Linked DNA regions of Sus scrofa: regions 2, 3 and 4 are each linked to region 1. Evidence: chromatin contacts called from public HiChIP or PLAC-seq data. All regions are on one chromosome and are shown on one strand. The core of a region is the stretch at or near the end of the contact, and the rest is flanking DNA. Distances in the headings are between cores, read along the strand shown.

What was found. HiChIP or PLAC-seq counts read pairs in DNA pulled down with a chosen protein or histone mark.
Region 2: a contact with region 1 is called in an H3K27ac HiChIP or PLAC-seq map of skeletal muscle. The contact joins the enhancer-like site here to the promoter of UBALD2 in region 1. A contact is called at or near these places in 6 of 47 Hi-C or Micro-C datasets (embryonic fibroblasts, epiblast stem cells, heart right ventricle and 3 more) and 2 of 2 datasets of contacts at active chromatin or transcription factors (alveolar macrophages and skeletal muscle).
Region 3: a contact with region 1 is called in an H3K27ac HiChIP or PLAC-seq map of alveolar macrophages. The contact joins the promoter of TEN1 here to the promoter of UBALD2 in region 1. A contact is called at or near these places in 1 of 5 promoter capture datasets (liver), 7 of 47 Hi-C or Micro-C datasets (embryonic fibroblasts, heart right ventricle, liver and 2 more) and 2 of 2 datasets of contacts at active chromatin or transcription factors (alveolar macrophages and skeletal muscle).
Region 4: an H3K27ac HiChIP or PLAC-seq map of alveolar macrophages shows a contact between it and region 1. The contact joins the promoter of SRP68 here to the promoter of UBALD2 in region 1. A contact is called at or near these places in 2 of 5 promoter capture datasets (fetal skeletal muscle and liver) and 1 of 2 datasets of contacts at active chromatin or transcription factors (alveolar macrophages).

What each region holds. Positions count from the first base shown.
Region 1 is chr12:5,205,984-5,210,855 of Sscrofa11.1, forward strand. UBALD2 (UBA-like domain-containing protein 2) reads right to left here and starts at 2,690. Exons shown (of 3, transcript XM_003357957.4): 1 at 2,288-2,690; 2 at 1,896-1,958. The coding sequence starts at 2,407.
Region 2 is chr12:5,347,543-5,352,379 of Sscrofa11.1, forward strand. EXOC7 (exocyst complex component 7) reads left to right here. Exons shown (of 20, transcript XM_003357964.4): 8 at 988-1,133; 9 at 1,406-1,558; 10 at 1,845-1,943; 11 at 2,261-2,323; 12 at 2,615-2,681; 13 at 3,376-3,414; 14 at 4,056-4,121; 15 at 4,390-4,510; 16 at 4,670-4,765. Among named protein-coding and RNA genes, the nearest start is that of ZACN, 10 kb to the right of the region's middle. Within about 2 kb of position 2,164, at least 9 of the 83 cell types and tissues checked have an H3K27ac peak or open chromatin away from gene starts, as enhancers often do. A contact at or near this core is called in epiblast stem cells and skeletal muscle, where this site is marked.
Region 3 is chr12:5,448,519-5,453,339 of Sscrofa11.1, forward strand. It overlaps TEN1 (CST complex subunit TEN1), which reads right to left and starts at 2,622. Exons shown (of 4, transcript XM_003131187.4): 1 at 2,357-2,622. It overlaps ACOX1 (acyl-CoA oxidase 1, palmitoyl), which reads left to right and starts at 2,756. Exons shown (of 14, transcript NM_001101028.1): 1 at 2,756-2,884; 2 at 3,171-3,330. The coding sequence starts at 2,776.
Region 4 is chr12:5,366,617-5,372,067 of Sscrofa11.1, forward strand. It overlaps SRP68 (signal recognition particle subunit SRP68), which reads left to right and starts at 1,738. Exons shown (of 16, transcript XM_005653867.3): 1 at 1,738-1,943; 2 at 3,796-3,862. The coding sequence starts at 1,772.

The DNA of each region.
Region 1 (4,872 bases), core at 1,440-3,939:
GATCAAGAGCAGGCCCGTGCCCGCCTGCCTGTGTGAGCCCGGGCCAGTTCCTCAACCTCTCTGGAGGTCTTTCAACTTGCGTACAACCAGGGCCTGTAAAAGCCCCTCCAGCACTGCTTCTAACAGTTAAGGATGGCGCCTTCCAGCTCTCAAGCACAGCCAGCGTCCCTGCTCATGCGAACTTCCTGGCCCTTCCCAATCTAACCCGGGAGCCCCCCCTTATCTAAGACGCCTCCGGCTGTGTGTCTCTCCAGAACTTGATGGGACAACCACAGCCTGGGCCACCTCTGGTATGGCTTTCTGCCATCTCTGGTCTCTGCTGTCTTAACATTGTCCTTTGACTTATTTCTCTTAAAAGAAAAACCAATCAGATGGGTACACTGATCATAATATCTGCTACAAAGCCAGCCACAGCCCTTGAGGGAAGCTTCAAGGGGATTACAACCCCTCGGGATTTGCAGGGACGGAGCAACCCAACCTAAAAAGGACCGCCAGCCCCAGCGCTCACGGGCACACCTCCCTGGTGCAAGGCAGCACACCGTGGCTGTGCTGGAAGCCTGGGCCTTTTGAAATGACCGCAGTTGGTGGAGCAAAGCTCAAGGCCCTCCTGAGAGGAGATGGAGGCAAGATGTTTCCAGACTCGGCTGGAGTGTTCTCATGGTCAGGTGCGGGGGAGGGTCCCCCTTGGGTTCACCAAGAGCCTGGCCTCACCTGCCGAAGCCCCGCAGCCGGCATTTTCACCCATCATATTCCGATGCATTTTTGGTTGTTAATTTATACCCAGCGTGGGCCATTCCAGGAGAAACGTGGGATCAGAGGGTCAAGACAGACCCGTCTCGAAGGGTCCTTTGCAACTAGGTGTCAAGGACGAGACACCGCAGAGAACTATTTGCAGCTTCTCCAGACAAGGCGGCAGCTCTGAGAAGGGGGCCATGGGCAAGGACGCCCAGTGTCAAAAATGACAAAAATGCTCTCCAGAAGCCACCACAGACCGTCTGGGCAATCGTGTTCTACAAAGCTGTCTCGGGGCCCAGTCCTGCCCCCTCAGCAGGGCTAACAGGCAACCAGAGGGGTAGAGAAGGCATTCAAGCCTCTAAAGTGAAAGGAAAGTTCTGTGCCGGTGGAGAGCAGGATACCTTATGGCCAGGAGGGCAAAGGCCCAGGCCTGGGGCCAGCTCGGGAAAGAGAAGAAACCAAGCAAATCCAGCCCTGAACCACTTCTGTTTCCTGGGCTGTACGCATCTTCACCTACTGAGATTAAATGCATTCTTGGCTTATCTTGCCAAAAATCTGAAAGCCTTCCACTCTCCCAGTACGTCTTTTTTCCAGACCTGAGCAGGAAAGAGTGGATGTAATTGTCTGGGTAGAGCCCAGCTCTCCGGGGCCGGGTGGTGGTGGGGGTGTACCCCCTTCCCGTTCCCTGTAGAGCTGGGTTGTTTGGCGGGGGGCTGCCACTCCATCAGCAAGAGGGGACCCCCGTAAACAGACACCGCAGGGGTCCCAGGCCCTTCCCTCGGGCTTCCAGCTCCCCAGACGGCTGGTTTCCGTCCCTCGAGCCCCCTCCCCACTCCCTGCCGCCCAGCTCCTCCTCCGGCCACCCTCGCTGCCCTCCAAGCCCCTGGCCCAGCGAGAGTTGCCGGGCATAGGCTTCGGGCCGAGCTGCAGCAGCCCGGGGGCCGGACCACCAAGTTGGGCGAGCCGGCGGCCGCGGGAGCCGCTCTTTCCTGGAAGACATTTTGGCTCTTTGTTTACATCGCGGCGCCGCGCTCCCCGGCAACATGGCTGTCACCGCCGGCTGCTGACAGCGGCCCCGGCCCGGCCGCGCGGGGCTGCGGCCGCGGCGAGGCCCGCCCTCCGGCCCGCCGGCCCTCCCGCCGCGGCCCGGCCGCTCTTACCATCTGGTGGTGGTGGTGGCTGTTGGGAATGTTGGTTTCTTGGAAAAACGTGCTCAGGGCGGTCTGCAGACAAACACAGCGCCAGGGCGGCGGTTAACGGGGCCGGGGCAGGAGGCCCACCCGCCGGCCCTGCCCGGGCGGCCGGGGCGCCCCCGCCGCCGGGCCCGACCCCTCGGGGCGGGGGGGGGGGCGTCCCCGGGCCGCGCGCGGGGTCCCGGGCGGCAGGGCCCCGCGCCCCACGCGAGACCGCGCGGCCCCGCGCGCCTGCCCTCGCGATATAAATAGTTTCCCTCTCCACCCCCCCAGACGACTGCGCGGCGCGCGGCTGGGCGCCCCGGCCCGCGCCCTTGCCCAGCGCCGGGGCCGGGGAGCGGGGCTCGGCCCGCACGCACCTCGAACTGCCAGTGCGCCGCCTGCAGCAGCTGCTTCGCCTGGTCGGCCGCGCAGCCCGCGGCCAGCACGAACTGGTTGATCATGACCTGGTGCCGCAGCTCATCCATGTTCACCGACATGGCTCCGGCCGGCGCGCTCTCCCGGGCTTGGCGGCCGCGGGAGGCCGGCTGCCCTCGGCTCGCGCTCGCCGCCTCCGGCGGCCCCCGGACCCTCGGCCGCCCCGCCGCCCGCCGGGCGAGTGTTGTGGTCCGGCTCGCGCCGCCGGCCGACACCACAAACAACAGCGCGGGGCGGGGCCGGGTGTCCCAACGTTCGGGGGCCGCGAGCCGCCGCCGCTGATTGGCCGGCGCCGCTCGGCCGGAGCCCGGCTCCGGTACAGACGTTCGATTCGAATCCTGCGGCCTGTGGACCCGCACTGTTTCTCTTTTTGCCCAGCCGCGCCCATTGGCGGATGTCGGCGCCGTGGGGCTCTCCCGTATTGGCCGGCCGCTGTGTTTTGGCCTGTCCGGGCTCGCGATTGGCCACGGCCGTGCGTTTGGGGCGGAGCCGCACTCGCTGATTGGTCTCCCGTGGGTCCTTTTGAACTCAACTTGAAAACCTTGAGTGCCTGCTGATTGGCTGAGCCCCCTCTGTTTGCTGTTGTAGGCTTGGGGGTGGTGCGGCCAAGTTCATTCATTACTTCATTGAAACTGAACATGCTCAGCTGGAAAAGCAAGACAGAGTGGCTTTGACTCATTTCCTCTGAAAGATGTGGTCATCTCGAGAAACAGAGCGATCAAAATAGAAAACAGACAGAGCCTTTGCAGCTGCTCGAGTCTCAAAATTGTTTATTTTTTTTAAACTTTCAAGCAGCTCTACTTTTAAAAAGCTTTTTATTGCCATGTATCCCTTTCAAGCCTCTTTCCAGCCACTACCCACCTCACGGGCCAAACAGTTTTCCTACGTTTTTAGACCAAAACTTTGCTCTGTGAAGTTGGAAGACGGTGTTAAGGGACACTAAATATAATGGCAAAGAGGAAATGAGACTTTCGCAGACACTAATATCCCAAGCTGAAAAAATTATTTTCCCTTAAATTGTTTGACCTAACTGAAACTTTAATTTCTACCATCTTTTAAAAATAGAATAGGAATTCCCTCTGTGGCCCAGCGGAAGCGAATCTGACTAGTATCCATGAGGATACAAGTTCAAGCCCTGGCCTCGCTTAGTGGTTAAGCATCCAGTGTTGCTGTGGCTGTGGTGTAGGCTGGCAGCTGCAGCTCCAATTCAACCCCTAGCCTGGGAACTTCCATATGCTGAGGGTGTGGCCTGGAAAAACACCCCCCCCAAAAAAAAAAAAAAAAAAAAGAGTACGTCTATTCAGGTACTGGATCTCAACTCTAGACATTTAAAAACAGTTTGTTTATATGCAGGGAGCTTCTATCTTTTGGATTAAGATTTAACCTTCAAGGTTTGTACTTGGGAATTGTGGGGGTGGAGAAAGAACAAGGCGTTTAAGCAGATTGAAGAAGGGCCAGAGTGCTTAGTAAGGCAAACACTGCTGGAATTCACTGTTAGAATGTCTGTTTCTGAAAAACTTAGTCAGTTTTGGACCTGAAACACCAATCAGTGTGGATTATAATTTGTTAAGAGCCTGCAGAACAGGAGGCTAAGAAAAAAGCAAGCCATGGCTCTATTTTGACTTTGCCTGCAATGGATTAACTCTCCGTCTAAGAAAATTTACACATATAGAAAGAATAGAATATAAATAAGGAAAAAGTTACAGCCAATGTTTATGTACTGATGAAAAACAGCCTCGGGCACCAGAATGAGCCTTTTAGTTTGTCCCATTTAGTTAGCCTTTTTGTTTGTTTGTTTGTTTTGAAGGGACAGGAGTCAGCTCTTTGCCTGCCCAGACTTGTTTCTTGCCGCGATTGCACTTAGCCCTCCTGAGTGCGCATGAGCTGAGACCTGGAGTGTGGCTGGAGAGTCCAGCCCAGCTTGCCGCCCTTCCCTTCCAGTAATTGCAAGGTGAAAACAAAAGTGAGCAGCCAGCAGCTGCCATTGCCAAGGAGCCTGGGCCACAAGCAGCCCCAGAACAAGGAAGTACTGTCACTGTGGGCTCCAGGTCTCACAGGTACATTCAGGTGTCAAGCATGCCAGGGCCGTGAGAGGTAGGATCTACATGGGCAGAGGCACTTCAGGCTGCGAGAGCCCTCAGGTCTTAACTAGAGCTTCTCAAGGAAGGCAGGGGTCCTGAAAACACCATAATTGCCAAACCTATTTTTTCCTGGATATCAACATAGTTTGTTCCAAACCTCTCTTTAGCGATTGCCATTTGCAGGACACAGCTATGGGCACCTGGGGGCATGGGACGCCCGCAAGCCAGAGGGACTCCCTTCTGGTGATCTTCTGTGGGCACAGGGTCACTTCGGGCTGACAGAGAGAGAGAGAGCAACAGAGTCCTGCCTCTGATCTGTGGCGGTGAGTAAAGCACATGCTTAATCAATATTTTGCCTTCTGAGAATCTGTTTGGTAATGAATGGGGGTAGGGCTTCCCCTTCTCCCAATGGGCAACAGGAGTGCCCCCGTGCCTGGGAGCACTGG
Region 2 (4,837 bases), core at 914-3,413, 140 kb after region 1:
CCAGCATGATTTCCGAGTTAAGCACCTGTCTGAGGCCCTGACTGACAAGCACGGGCCGCTGGCAGTTGAGTCCCTCTGCCCAGCCCGCCGGCAGCCACCACTGCATTCACGCAGCCCCAGCCGGGCCGCTCCGCTCCAAGGATGAGCCAGGCCTACTCGCCCCCTCTCTCTCTGGTCTCTTTCTCTCTTTTGGGCACTCGGTCTGTCTCCTTGCCTCTCTCCAGATGGGAGTGCACGCCTGGCTCCCAGGGCCCGGGGAGACGTTGCCGCTTCTCGGAAGGCGGGCAGAGAGGGCAGGGAGCGCCACCACCTGACTCCAGCATCGGCTCCGAGGCTCTGACTCCTCCTCAAAGCCCATCCCTTGGCACACAGAACCAGGTTGCCTGCAGGCACCCCTGCCCCAGCCTCCTCTAGAAGGACCTGGTCTCCTCCTGGGGCAGCAGACGACCAGAGAGCCCTCTCTCTGGGGCGCACAGGGCCTCCTCTCCAGGTTTGACCCCACGCCAGCTAGGCTCATGGACCAGAGCCCACCGCCTTTTTATATGTTCTAGAAGGCCTGGCTTGGGCTGTTGACTGCCAGCATTTTCTGAGATAGACGATGGTGGTGCCCGCCTCCTTGAGGTGGTCACTGCCACTTGCCTGTCCCTGGGCAACCTCTTTTGGTCCCATCCGGAATCCTCAGTCCTGGGGTCAGACGTGTGTTAGCCTTTTCTCCGTCTAGTACCCAATACTCGGGCGTAAACTCTGTCCGTGGTGGAGCTGACAGTGAAGCTAGGGCCAAGGCTGGACCCAGCCCCTGTGTCTCCCTCCAACCCTGCCAGGCCCGCGGGAGTCCTCTCAGCTTTCTGCCGGCAGAGTCCCCCTCCTCGTCTGCTGCTGGTCTGGCCGGAGGCCGGGAGCTGGGGAGACTCGTGCCCTCCCTCCGCAGGGAGAGGGGCTGCCCCCAAACCAGTGGCTCAGGCCCCACGCTGTCTGCCCCCCCCCCAGGAAGAGACGACATGCTGGACGTGGAGACCGACGCCTACATCCACTGCGTCAGCGCCTTCGTCAAGCTGGCCCAGAGCGAGTACCAGCTGCTGACCGACGTCATCCCCGAGCACCATCAGAAAAAGACCTTCGACTCTTTGATCCAGGTCCCACCCCGCCCCGGGGCCCTGACCAGATGCCCCAGCAAGAGCTGTCCCTGCAGAAGCTTGCGTGTGGGCCAGGCCCGTGGTCCACAGCCCTCGGCTCCAGCCCACCACCCTTCCCGCCATCCCGGGGGTCTGTCCTGGGCGCCGTGCCCCGTCGGGACCTCCCCGTCAGAGGCCAGCGTCCCCCCAGGCTCCTGCCGGCGGCCTCGCCGTCCCTGGGAACCAGCCGTCGGCCCCCTCCCCTGAGCCCTGCCCTGGCCCCGCTCCCTCAGGATGCCCTGGACGGGCTGATGCTGGAAGGGGAGAACATTGTGGCCGCCGCCCGCAAGGCCATCATCCGGCACGACTTCTCGGCCGTGCTCACCGTCTTCCCCATCCTGCGGCACCTCAAGCAGACCAAGCCGGAGTTTGACCAGGTGCTCCAGGTATGTGGGTGAGGAGGCCCTCGGGGACAGTGGCGGGGAGGAATCCTGCCGCCCGCCCGGCGCACCCTCCCAAGGGAACCGTGGTTCTCGGCCCCCACGCCCCGGCTCCGAGGATGAATGGCAGCCACTTCCGCAGCGCCCGGGGCGTCTGGGGGGCTCGCAGGGGGCGTGAAGGAGAGAGACAGTCCCCTGGGGTGACGGGCCAGGAAGCAGCTGGAAGGAGCAGGGCTCCATGTGCAGCCTGCGGCCCAGGCCCTGGCACCTGTGCAGCCACGTGCTTCCTCAGGGCACGGCCGCCAGCACCAAGAACAAGCTGCCCGGCCTCATCACCGCCATGGAGACTGTCGGAGCCAAAGCGCTGGAGGACTTCGCCGACAACATCAAGGTGCCCTTTCTTCTCCGCTGCCGCCAGGCCAGCCGGTGACCCGGCCTGGGAACTCCAGAGCGGGCCTCCCGGAAGGAAGGGGGGGAAGTGGGCTGTGCCTCTGGTCTCCTGCCAGTACCCACGGGCCTCCCTTTCTTCCAGGGGCCCCCACCCCAGGCTTGAAGCTCCTGCCTCACTTGTCAGGTCGCCCTTGAGCTTGAGGGGTGTGCTGACATCTGTCTGCCAGGAGGTGGCGCCAGGAGCCTGCCGGCGGCACAGGGTGGGCTCAGGGCCTCCTTGGGAGCCGTCTCAGGGAGTGGGGCTGTTTTTTCCCACAGAACGACCCAGACAAAGAATACAACATGCCCAAGGATGGCACCGTGCACGAACTCACAAGCAACGTAGGTGCTGGGTGGGGACACCCAGGGCGGGGAGGGGGCCCAGCCTGGCCCGGAGCCTTCACCAAGGGTGCCCAGATGGCAGGAGGGACCCGCTTAGTGCCGCCAGCACCCAGAGGCCAGACCCACAGGGTGAATCACAAAGTTGGCAGCCCCCTTTCCACTGGGCGGACCCCTGGTGCTGCACCTGCCCCAAAGGGGTCAGAAGGGGTGAATCGTGGGAAGTGACCTGACCTCGTGGCAGGTGGGTCCTGCCTTTGACCTTCTTCCTGGACCTGTTTGCTGCCCCTGCAGGCCATCCTCTTCCTGCAGCAGCTCCTGGACTTCCAGGAGACAGCAGGCGCCATGCTGGCCTCCCAAGGTACTGGGCACCTCCCAGCGGGGCCCGGGGCCCCACTCCTCTCTCTTGCCTGGAGATGTGGGCTTAGCCCCCCTCCAGGGGCACTGGCCCCCTCTGGGTGAGGAGATTTCCACCCCCACCCCCGCCCCGAGCTGAGCATCAGGAAGGTGGGGGGGCGGTTAGACCACCTCTCGTGGCCTCCATCCCCTCTGGGCTCCTCCCGCTGTCCTCACTCTGGAGAGAATGCGCTTGTTTGAAGGTGCCCTTCCTGCCCTTCCCCCCCCCCCGCGTTTCCCGGCTCCTCATGTGTCGCCTGTCCTCCTAATGAGTGTCACGCCGTTGACCCCGTCAGGGGCCGGCATCTCAGGGCCAGCCCGGCCTCCTCTCTTGACCGCCGCCCCGGGACTGGGGCTCGGGGGATTAGCGCGTTAGCACAGAGACCTGGTGCAGCTTGCTGGTGTCCCCAGGCTTCCCCCTTTCACCCCGGTTGCTTGGGCAGGGAGCCAAGGAGCAGCCTCTGGCCTGCGGTTTTCCCGCTGTCCCCTTTGTGCAGCGTGACGCTGCCCTGCTGCCTGTGTTTGGGCGTCGTGGGGAGTGGGGCTGCCTGGCTGGAGGGCGCGGCCGTTTCTAACCTGTTTTTGCACTTCGCATCTTTCTCCCTCCTTGTCTCTCCTCCCCCCCTTCCCCTCTGTGCTCACTGCCTCTCACTCCGTAGTTCTTGGGGACACATACAATATTCCTTTAGACCCCCGAGGTAAGCGGCAGGGCTCGGTGGCCCCATCCTCCCCCTCTGGAGCCCCGTGGGTGACGTTTCCCTGGGGACAGAGGCCCCTGGACAGACCCGGGACCTGCTGGGGAAGGAGTCAGAGGGGACACGGGTTCCTTCAGCGTGTTCCCAACCCTCTCAGCTCCCTGATGGCTACTTTCTGTCCCTGGGCTTCTCCAGGCGGGATCCTGCTGTGTCCAGCGCCCTCAGTACACCCTCCAGGCTGGCCCAGCCCCTCCCGGCCCCCTCCCCTACCTGTCCCCCTCCCCGCTTGCCCCTCGGCTGGCCTTCTGCTCTGTGCAGGCAGCAGGTCCGTTCAGGAGGGCTGTTCAGGAGGGTTCAGGAGGCCATGCAGAGCCTATTCTAAGTCTCTGTTGCTGTCACCTGGGATAAGAGAGCCTTGTAGAAACCAGCCAGCCTGGATCTGATTTGGGGCTAGGGCTCAGGGCGTGCCCCTTGCTGTCCTGCCAGCCTTCCTGCTGATCCTATGATGGGAAGAGGCCCAAGGGAGCGCCCGGCGGCGGGAGGGAGCCCTGCGGCTCAGCACCCAGCTGCTCCGTGGGCCAGGGGAGGCCAGAGAGGGTCAGCGGCCGGGACAGGCTGCAGTAACAGGCCTTCTCCTCTCGCAGAGACCAGCTCCTCAGCCACCAGCTACAACTCGGAGTTCAGCAAGCGCCTGCTGAGCACCTATATCTGTGAGTGCTCCTGCGCCCGGGCTCCCTGCCTCTCTCTGCCGCTCCCCTTTGTGCTCTGCTGCTGTTCCCGTCCTGCTCCTGAGCGCCCCTGACCTTCAGACGTGCAGCCTTCCCTCTGGTTCAGGGTCTGCGGGGGCTGGGCCAAGGGTCCTGAGGTCCATGGGCTCTGGAATTGGGGAGGGACAAGGAGCAACAGGTGGGAGTTGGTTTGTGGGCCCCCTTTGGTCCAGCTGCCTTGGTGGGCATGGCCGCATCCTTCCCTGTGCAGGTAAAGTGCTGGGCAACCTGCAGCTGAACTTACTGAGCAAGTCCAAGGTGTACGAGGACCCGGCCCTGAGCGCCGTCTTCCTGCACAACAACTACAACTACATCCTCAAGGCCCTGGAGAAGTAAGGGGCCTCCCCCGCCCCGCCCGGCCTCCCCCCCCCCCCCCCCCCCCCCCCCCCCCCCGCCCGGCCTGCTGGGCGGGCCCCGGCGTGGCCGCGGAGCCGGCAGCCTTTCTGTCCTCCTCTCTCTCCCCTTCTCCCCCGCACCCCACCCCGCCCCAGGTCTGAGCTGATCCAGCTGGTGGCCGTGACCCAGAAGACTGCCGAGCGCTCCTACCGGGAGCACATCGAACAGCAGATCCAGACCTACCAGCGCAGGTGGGCACCCGCCCCCTCCCCTCGCCCGGGTACCCACCCACCCCTTCCTTCTCAGCCTCAGAACCACCCCGG
Region 3 (4,821 bases), core at 1,372-3,871, 240 kb after region 1:
CCCTTCTCGCCCAACCCGTGGGCCACCACTACCCTCACCCCAGCTCACCAACCCAAGGAGCAAGGGAAACGGTTGCTCATCTTCTGCAGGAAAGTGTTGTTGCAGCAAGGACCCCAGTAAAGCCTTGCCTGAATTTCTTGCCTGGCCTCCTATCAATTTCTTTCTTTCTCTCTCTCTCTCTCTTTTTTTTTTCCTGTCTTTTTAGGGCCACACCCGCAGCACATGGAGGTTCCCAGGCTAGGAGTCAAATCAGAGCTGCAGCTGCTGGCCTACACCACAGCCACAGCAACACCAGATCCAAGCCGTGTCTGCAACCTACACCACAGCTCACAGTAACGCCAAATGGTTTAACCCACTGAGAAGGGCCAGCTATGGAACCCACCTGCTCAAGAATACTAGTTGGGTTCGCTACCGCTGAGGTACAAGGAGAACTCCTTATCAATTTCTATAGATTAAGGAGTCCAAGAAGAACATAGTAACAGAGCCAGCTTTTTTGTTTGTTTGTCTTTTCTAGGGCCACACCCACTGCATATAGAGGTTCCCAGGCCAGGGGTCCAATCAGAGCTGTAACTGCCGGCCTATGCCAGAGCCACAGCAACACGGGATCCGAGCTGTGTCTGTCACCTACACCACAGCTCATGGCAATGCTGGATCCTTAACCTGCTGAGTGAGGCCAGGGATCAAACCCGAAACCTCATGGTTCCTAGTCGGATTCGTTAACCACTGAGCCACGACGAGAACTCCCAGAGCCAGCTTCTGACAAGAGGAAGACACGGTAGCCAAACAAATAGTTTAATGCCGGGGGTATTAACAACAACATCAGTTATCCATGACTTGCCCAGGTACATTGGAACCTGAGCCAAAAAGAACAATCGGTAATAATGTTTCTGTCTCTTTAAAATTTTGGTTTTTTAGGGCCGCACCTGCGGCATAGGGAGGTTCCCAGGCTAGGGGTCCAATCGGAGCTGTAGCTGTTGGCCTATGCCACAGCCACAGCAACTAGGGATCTGAGCCAAGTCTGGGACCTACACCACAGTTCACTGCAACAGACAACACCGGATCCTTAACCTGCTGAGCAAGGCCAGGGATCGATCCCGAGTCCTCATAGACACTAGTCTGGTTCACTAACTGCTGAGCCACGATGGGAACTCCAACTTTTTGTGTTTTATTCATCATAGATTTTCCTGCATTTTGACTTTTTTAAATGTCTTATTAAAATAACTACTAGTCTTTTTTTTTTTTTTTTTGTCTTTTTGCTATTTCTTGGGCCGCTCCCGCGGCGTATGGAGGTTCCCAGGCTAGGGGTCCAATCGGAGCTGTAGCCACTGGCCTACACCAGAGCCACAGCAACGCGGGATCTGAGCCTCATCTGCAATCTACACCACAGCTCACGGCAACGCCGGATCGTTAACCCGCTGAGCAAGGGCAGGGATCGAACCCGCAACCTCATGGTTCCTAGTCGGATTCGTTCACCACTGCGCCACGACGGGAACTCCTAACTACTAATCTTGATTCGTTTTTTGGTGCTCCCTTTTGTCTGAGGTGAATGCCTCACTCACCGTACTTATTGCCAGGACTGTTACTAAAAACTGATGCAATAAGGAACAGCTTGCAAGTGTACAGTTTTTAATTTATTTTTATTTATTTTTTAAAGGGCATTAGTTATGTTGTTACAAAGGTAGATGAAAGATACAGATGTGTAGTGTGCCATTACCTGATCACCCTGGCATGAAGTCAAAAAGTAACTAAAATAAGCAAATCATTCAATAGCATGTTAAGTATTTTACTGAGCAATTCTTTAGGGATCAAAATAAAAAACCACGACTGGTTGACAGTGGCTGTTTCTGAGGATAGGCAACTTGAGCTTTTCATTACAAATCCTCCTACACTAGTTCTTTGATGACGACGATAATTGTGAAACAGAAAAGTCTGGATTCCAAGACCTGTGAACACACAGTTCTAAGTCTCACTCCAAGTCCACACCCACCCAGAAACGGTGGGTGGGGGGAAGCACCTGCAATTCCACACCCAGCTCCTCGCAGCCCTTGCCTCCGGCAGCAAAGATACCATTATCTTAACAAAAGACAGCTGGAGCCTCTCCCCGGTGCAACTTTGGACCCCGTCTTTTCCTTTTTTCCTCCAACCTTGGATAGTTTCGCGGAATCCTACGACCTCCCCCAGCAACTGCGCAAGGCCCACAGGCGCATCGCCCGCAGCCCTAGAGGTTCCGGCCACCGGCGTTTCCGGGGAGGCCTTTAGCGGACGGACCCCGAAGCGGCGGGGCGGGCAGGTCCCAAGGCGCAGGCGCAGTCCTCCTCCGACGCGGTGCCCCGCCCCTTCCCCGCCCGTCGCTAACCTGTCAGGGCGTCGGGGGGGCTTCACGTTGCCTCTTTCCGCCCAGCGTGATCACGTGACGGGTGAGGGGTTAGGTTACCGAGAGCTCCCGGCTTGTCCCCCCTCTGCAGTTTCTCGACCTTCTTCCGGGCACCCCCTTGCCCGGGGGCCGCTCTGAGGCTCCTCTCGCCGAGAGGCAGGGACTCACCCGCCCCGAGGCTCTCACTGGCGCCTCCTCCGCCTCGGCCGCGGCAGTCACGCGGCGCGGGAGAAAGGGCGGGCCCGGGCGGGCGGAGGCGAGCGGGGGCGGGGACTCGCGCCGTCCTGGGCGGCCCTTAGGGCTGGCGCCGCGCTGGAGGTGCAGATAACCCGCTGGTGCTGCCCTCGCTGCTGCTGTCTCCGCCGCCTCCCCGACCTCCGCTGCCTCTGCTGGCTGTCACCATGAACCAGGACCTACAGAAGGAGCGAGCCGCCGCCAGCTTCAACCCGGAGCTGCTCACACACGTCCTGGACGGCAGTCCAGAGAATACCCGGCGCCGCCGAGAGATCGGTGAGGACGGCGGGCCGGGCCTCCCTCCCCGCCCTTCCCGGAGCAAAGCTTGAGACTCCCACCGGGAGGAGTCAGAGCGGCTGTGAGGCGTAGGCCGCAACCTCCGGCTCAGCTTTAGGGGAACCGGGAAACCCCCTCCCCACACTTTTAGAGATGCTTGTGGCGGGGGAATCGCCCATCCTGAGAGGGGATCTGTACCCGTAAGTCCGAAACCTGCTGTGATCCGGGGAGCTGTAACAGAGCCTTGAATCTGTGTTTCTCTTGATACCCTATCATTCTTTTCCAGAAAACATGATTCTGAGTGACCCAGACCTGCAGCATGAGGACCTGAACTTCCTCAGTCGAAGCCAGCGTTACGAGGTGGCTGTTAAGAAGAGCGCCACCACGGTGAAGAAGATAAGGGAGTTTGGCCTCGCAGACCCAGATGAAATCCTGTGGTTTAAAAAGTAGGTATGCGGAGCTTTCCCGTGGAGGATCCGAGGTAACTAACCCGACTAGTATCCCTGAGGATGCAGGTTGGACCCCTGGCCTCCCTGAGTGGGTTAAGGATCAGGAGTTGCAGTGAGCTGTTGCAGGTCTGCAGCTGCTGCTCGAATTTGACCTCTAGCCTGGGAACTTCCATATGCAGCTGGTGTGGCGCTAAAAAGACAAAAAAGACCCCCCCCCCCAAAAAAAGGTACGTGTGTCTTAGTTTACATCAAGTGCCCAAGCCCAAACTAAAGCCACAATCTGTGGTGTCCTTTTTCTCTTGTTTGGCGTTTGAAGACTCAAATTGGCATATTTTCACACCACTTTAAAGTTGTAAGTATGAGAAATAAGGTTTCCGCTTACATTTAAGCCTTTTCAGTGGATGACATTTGTACAAAGCTTATAATGGAGATGCTGTAATAGGATTTCAAGAATCATACAAATTCTGTCCACGTGTGTCAATTTTGAGTGATTTAAATGCAGAATGACTTTGCTGTTTGTAAGAAGGAGGCCTGCTGAATCTAGAAGCTAAATTGGGAAGGAATTTTTTTTCTCAGCTGCAAAGACCAAACATTTAAATATTTTAGAGCAATAACAGATTGTATTTTCACATGATAGTGTAGCTCTTGAGTTTAATAATGGAAAATAGGGATGGATGAAAAAGAACTTGAGTCAAACCTCAGAATGGATATAAGGATTCAGCATTTTTTAATCTGGTAACGGTGTTTAAATGGCTCTTATGTGAGTGAATAGACACCTCATAAAACATGCCTTGGTCCTACTCTTGAAAACTGACCTTTTTTCAGACCATCTGCTTTTGGTTGTGTTTTTTTCATTAGAAAGAAAACACAAACTTTTTTTTGTTTGTCTTTAAACAGTATAATTATAGGAACCTAGTACAAGATTCCTTTGGCCTATAACATCTCTTAACAGTTTTTGTTTGTTCCTGTTTTAGGTTCCTACATATTAGGTTTTAGGTTTCTACATTTTAGAACTCCACTATTTTCATCAATAAAGAGCAAATGAGGAGTTCCCGTTGTGGCCCAGCGGTAATGAACCTGACTAGGATCTGTGAGGACCTGGGTTTGATCCCTGGCCTTGATCAGTGGGTTAATGATCCGGCATTGCCATGAGCTGTGGTGTGGGTCATGGACAAGGCTCCGATCTGGCGTTGCTGTGGCTGTGGTGTAGACCAGCAGCTATAGCTCAACCCCTAGCCTGGGAACCTCCATACGCCTCAGGTGTGGCCCTAAAAAAAAGGCAAAGAGTAAATAATGTGAATGGTACTTATTTAAGAGCCAAGAAAAGTGGAACATGGTACAGGTTCTGCCTTTTTGTAGCAATAGTCATTATTCCTTTTTACTGCTGCCTTTAATACATTTGGTATCTAATTATTTTTAACTCCATCGGGTTATTATTTTCAAGAGGAAATGATTTACTTTGACCCTTAGGATCACACTCAGAACTCC
Region 4 (5,451 bases), core at 488-2,987, 160 kb after region 1:
TTCTTGGGTCAGCTGTGGAGCCCAGGTCACAGCAGTGACCAGAGCCACAGTAGTGACAACACCAGATCCCTAATTCACCAGGCCATCACGGAAGTTCGCCACAATTAGGGCATTTTTGTTCCTGCCGAAAGAAACCCACCTCCCACCCCTAACCCTAGGCAACCACTCTGTCTCTATAGACTGGCCTATTCTGGACACTGTATATAAGTGGAAGCAAACAATATGTGACCTTTATCTGTGGCCTCTTTCTTTTCTTTTCTTTGGCCATGCCCAGGGCATGTGGAATTTCCTAGGCCGGGGATCTAACCCTTGGCACAGCAGCAACCTGAGCCACTGCAGGGACAAATCCAGGTCCTTAGCCTGCTGAATGCAAGGGAACTCCATGGCTTTTCTCATTTAGTATAATGTTTTAGAGATTCACCACATGCAGCATGTATTAGTACTTTACTCCTTTCTTTTTTTTTTTTTTTTTTTTTTTGTCTTTTTGTCTTTTGTTGTTGCTATTTCTTGGGCCGCTCCTGCGGCATATGGAGGTTCCCAGGCTAGGGGTTGAATCTGAGCTGTAGCCACCGGCCTACGCCAGAGCCACAGCAACGCGGGATCCGAGCCGCGTCTGCAACCTACACCACAGCTCACGGCAACGCCGGATCGTTAACCCACTGAGCAAGGGCAGGGACCGAACCCGCAACCTCATGGTTCCTAGTCGGATTCGTTAACCACTGCACCACGACGGGAACTCCCCTTTACTCCTTTCTATGGCCAAGTAAGATTCCATTGTATGACGTGCCATTCTATTTATCCCTACATTTGTTGATGGACATTTATTTATTTATTTTTGTCTTTTTAGGGCCGCACCCGTGGCACATGGAGGTTCCCAGGCTAGGGCCTACACCACAGCCACAGCTAGGCTAGATCTGAGCTGTGTCTGTGAACTATACCACAGCTCATGGCAACGGCGCATCCTTAACCCACTGAGCAAGGCCAGGGATCAAACTGGCAACAACTATTCTACTTCCTATGAATTTAACTACATTATAGATACCTCACATAAATAGAATATTACCCTTTTTTGTAACCGGCTTAGTTAGCACAATATTTTCAAGCTTCAAACGTGTTGTAGCACGTGTAGAATTTCCTTCCTTTTTAAGGCTGAATTAGTATTCCATTGTACAGATAGAAGACATTTTGTTTATCCCTTGAGTGTCACTGGGTTGCTTCCAGGGAAGGGTACAGCTCCCCATTTGCTTGAGAAAGCTCCTGCATTGTGGTCAGCTCCAGAGGAAGGCGCAGACAGAGGCGGTTCCCTCTCGGGAGGAGTACTGAGGAGTAGTTAGTGCGGAAGGGTGGGAACCCCATCTCCCAAGTGCCCGGGGAGGGAGACACTCCAGAAATCAAATGTCTTAGCCAACTGCCTTCCTTTGTGCGCAGAACGGGAGCCGGATCCCCCATGCAGGGATGTAGGAATTGGGAGGCCATCCCTCGGTCCTCCCTCCACCCTTGGTGGACGGGAAATGGGATGGTCACCAGAAGACGTCAGAAGCTACGGCCTGCCTGCGCCTCCGGACCCAGCAGCCTAGCCCGCCGCCAATGGAGCATGGGAATCGGAGCCCATGCGCAGGCGCACTCCAACAAGTGGCCGCTGCCTGAGGGCAGGACGGGCGGCGGCGGAGTCCGCCGCTATCCCATCAGCCCGTCCGCGCCTGTCCCGCTCTCTCCTTCCCGGGTCGTCCCGCCTCCTCTATCCCAGCCTGCTCTGCGGCGCGGGGGCAAGATGGCTGCTGAGAAACAGGTTCCTGGAGGCGGAGGCGGCAGCAGCGGCGGCGGCGGTGGTGGCAGTAGCGGTGGTGGACGCGGTGCCGGAGGAGAGGAAAATAAGGAAAATGAACGGCCTTCAGCCGGGTCGAAGGCAAACAAAGAATTCGGGGATAGCCTGAGTTTGGAGAGTATCCTACAGTAATTGGGCCTAACTCGTAATGACTACGTGTCGTTCTGGCGGGTCGGGGGCGGGAGATGCGGCGGGTCCCGGCGCACCCTGGGCAGGAGAGGCCGAGGGCTGTAGTTACTCTCGCCCCTATTTTTTTGACACCTAGGGTTCTAGGGTCTGTGTTTCGACTGGCTTTTTCTCGCATCTCCTTTGCCTTCTAGTCTGGGGAATTTCCTCTTCTTTCAGGTGGCACTGGAATCTTGAGCAGTTTTCTGCAGTTTTCCTGCAGTTGTCCAGGTGGAGGACTGGTGACAGGGCTGACACTGTGGCCACCCTGGTGAACTACTGGCTTGGCACCTTGGGTCACTGCGCTGGGCAGAGGAAACTGCAGTCTTGGCCTTTTTGTCTTAATGCTTCTGTCTGACAACCGTCGGAGAGTGGATAATGAAAGTTACAGTTTGATGCTCTGGAAGTGGAAGCAAAGGCTGACTGTTCTGAGGAAAAGCGTATTGCCCATTTTGAATATAAATCATCGTAGATTTCTAGCAGTACTTGGATAGCTTTCTTGATAGGTCTGTAGGCGTTTTATCTTGGTGAGAGTCATTGAGATGAGCTGGAGGAATTGGTTTCTGGTTTTATCAGAGTGTGTCACAATTAAGTGCTTATGCGTCTGATTTGTGGCTTTTTGAAGTGGATAAATGGTTAAGAAATTGTAGGTGAATTTCTGAAATTACACATATGGCTTGACATCTTTTGGGGAATTGGAGTTTTGCTTTTTGAACTGGTAGTATATACTTCAGTTAGAATGCCTTGATTTTGCTGCAAACCTTCTATCTCCTTGTCACATCAGTGACTGAAAATAGTCCTTTTATTGTTCAGTACTTGAAAATACACCTATAGAGAAGCATCGAGGAGACTTTGAAATGAAACTAAAATTGTAGGCAAAGGTCATTGGATTTCCTAAGTTTGGGACATAAAGTAATTTCAGATTTTTTAAAAGGAAAGTTTGGTCAGGGCTTTTTCTTTTAAAAGGAAAATCTAGTATTCAATGCATACCGTGGCCTCCTTTGGTTGGCCTGTGCTCAGCATGGCCACAGGCAGTGTCGCAGCTGCTAAGGAAAGTCAGATTTGGCAGGTGTGGGACATTATGCAAATAGAGGTATAGTCCGTGTCATTTATAACCTGAATCAGCTTGAATGAGTAAAATCCTGGGTCCAGGTGTAAAACATTGGGAACCACCCCGATGCAGTCAGTATTTAGAATCCAGCAACTATTAAGTTGTTGGGTTTCATTAATCCTCAGTGGCCAATAATGCACCCCCCCCTTTTTTAGTTTGAAGTAGTAGCAGTTCAAGCAATCAGCTTTTCTCCTTGCTTAGCCTTGTCGTATGACAGAATAGCTGTTGGTGTAAACCAGCTAAAATGGAAAAAATAAAAATCATTAAAGGAGTTCCCATCGTGGCTCAGTGGTTAACAAACCCGACTGGTATCCATGAGGACGTGGGTTTGATCCCCAGCCTCACTCAGTGGGTTAAGGATCTGGTGTTGCCGTGAGCTGTGGTGTAGGTCGCAGATGTAGCTGGGATCCCGCATTGTTGTGGCTGTGGCGTAGGCCGGGAGCTACACCTCCGATTCAACCCCTACCCTGGGAACCTTCATATGCCATGGGTTCGTCCCTAAAAAGACCAAAAAAATAAAGAAAATTAGCTGTTGAAAATGGTTCTTAGAGATTTCACAAGTGAAGGTACTAAGGGTTTCAGAAATGTTTCATGTGCTGTGATTTGATACAGATGTGAGCTCCCGGCACTAACAGACTAATGTGATTTATTTGGATTCTTGCCATTGTGAGCTTTTCCTTAATCCTGACTCTAGTTCTTCAGATTATCAAGGAATCCCAGCAGCAGCATGGTTTACGGCATGGAGATTTTCAGAGGTACAGGTCAGTATCACGTGCAGGATGTATAGAAGTCACTGTGGCATTTTCAGACTTGGGCTGTTTTTGTTAATATCCTGTTTACCCTGCTGTATCAGGAAGTATACCTAGAAAGGCAAGCTGTTATATTGAATCCTCAAAATGATACTTAATTTTCTGGAGTTCCCGTCATGGTGCAGTGGAAACAAATCCTACTAGGAACCATGAGGTTGTGGGTTCCATCCCTGGCCTTGCTCAATGGCTTAAGGATCCGGCGTTGCTGTGAGCTGTGGTATAGGTTGCAGACGCGGCTCGGGTGTAGGCTGGCGGCTACAGCTCCGATTCAACCCCTAGCCTGGGAACCTCCATATGCCATGAGTGTGGCCCTAAAAAGATACTTAATTTTCAAATTTAGAAGGACCCAATCTTTTTATCCATTTTGCCTCAGGGCATTGCACATACATTGCAGACACTTCTGCTGGAGATAACAAGCAGTTATGGTAATCTTTTTTTTTTTTAACTTAACCACATTATGGATTCTTGGTTAAATTCAGATTTTCAGTATTTTAAGCATCATATAAGAGGAATTTATGTGCTATCATAATTTATTGGTAGACTTATAATAGCTTTCAAGTTGAAAACCACTTTTAATATGACTCAAAAAATTGAATACAGGAGTTCCCGCTGTGGCATAATGGGTTAAGGATCTGGTCTTGTCTCTGTGGAGGCAGAGCTTCGATTCCTTGGCCTGGTGAGGTTGGGTTAAGGATCTGGCTTTGCTGTAGCAGTGATGTGGGTGGCAGCTGCGTCTTGGGTTCAGTTCCTGGCCTGGGAACTTCATGTGCCATCAGCGCAGCCAAAAAAAAAAGAAGAACATTGAGTAGATACTTAATATATAATACAGTTCAGTACTTTGAAAGCAGAAATATCCAACTATTTCTATATTGTAGATAGAGGCTTTCACTATCTGGTTGTTTTTCTTTTTTCTCCCTTCAGTACTATGTTTGAAATTCTTCCGTATGGTTGTATTTTATCCTCACTGCTCTATGTTGTTCTCCCATGTGACTGTCCTGTGGTTTATTTTCCACTATACTGTTGCTGGGCATTTGGCCAGTTTCCTGTTTGGATTGTTAACACATGAGAGAATACCACGGAGCAATGAGAATAATCTTGTGTCTAGATTCTCTTACTTAACCTATTGCTCGGTACTGTTTCATTGCAGGGATGAACCACAGTCTGCATTCTGTTCCCCAATTCATTGGCTTTTGGTTGTCTCCGATTTTGGGGTTTTGTTGTTGTTATTTTCTTCAATATTGCATTTTTAATTAGTATTCTGGTGGTAAAATATAGAGAACATAAAAATGAGTTTGATGTGTACCCTTTAGTCCATTTTTATGTTATTTAGTACAGAAATGTATTTGTATATGTGTGCCTACTGAATATTTTTTTGATCTTCCCAGTTTGCTGGTATTATGTTTACAACTTTGTATCCCACTTTTTCTGCAAACATTATATGGGTTGTGTTTCTCCATATCTATAAAAATGTTCCCAGTTCCCACTGTGGCATGGTGGGTTAAGAATCTGACTGCAGTGGCTTGGATCCCCGGCCCAGTACA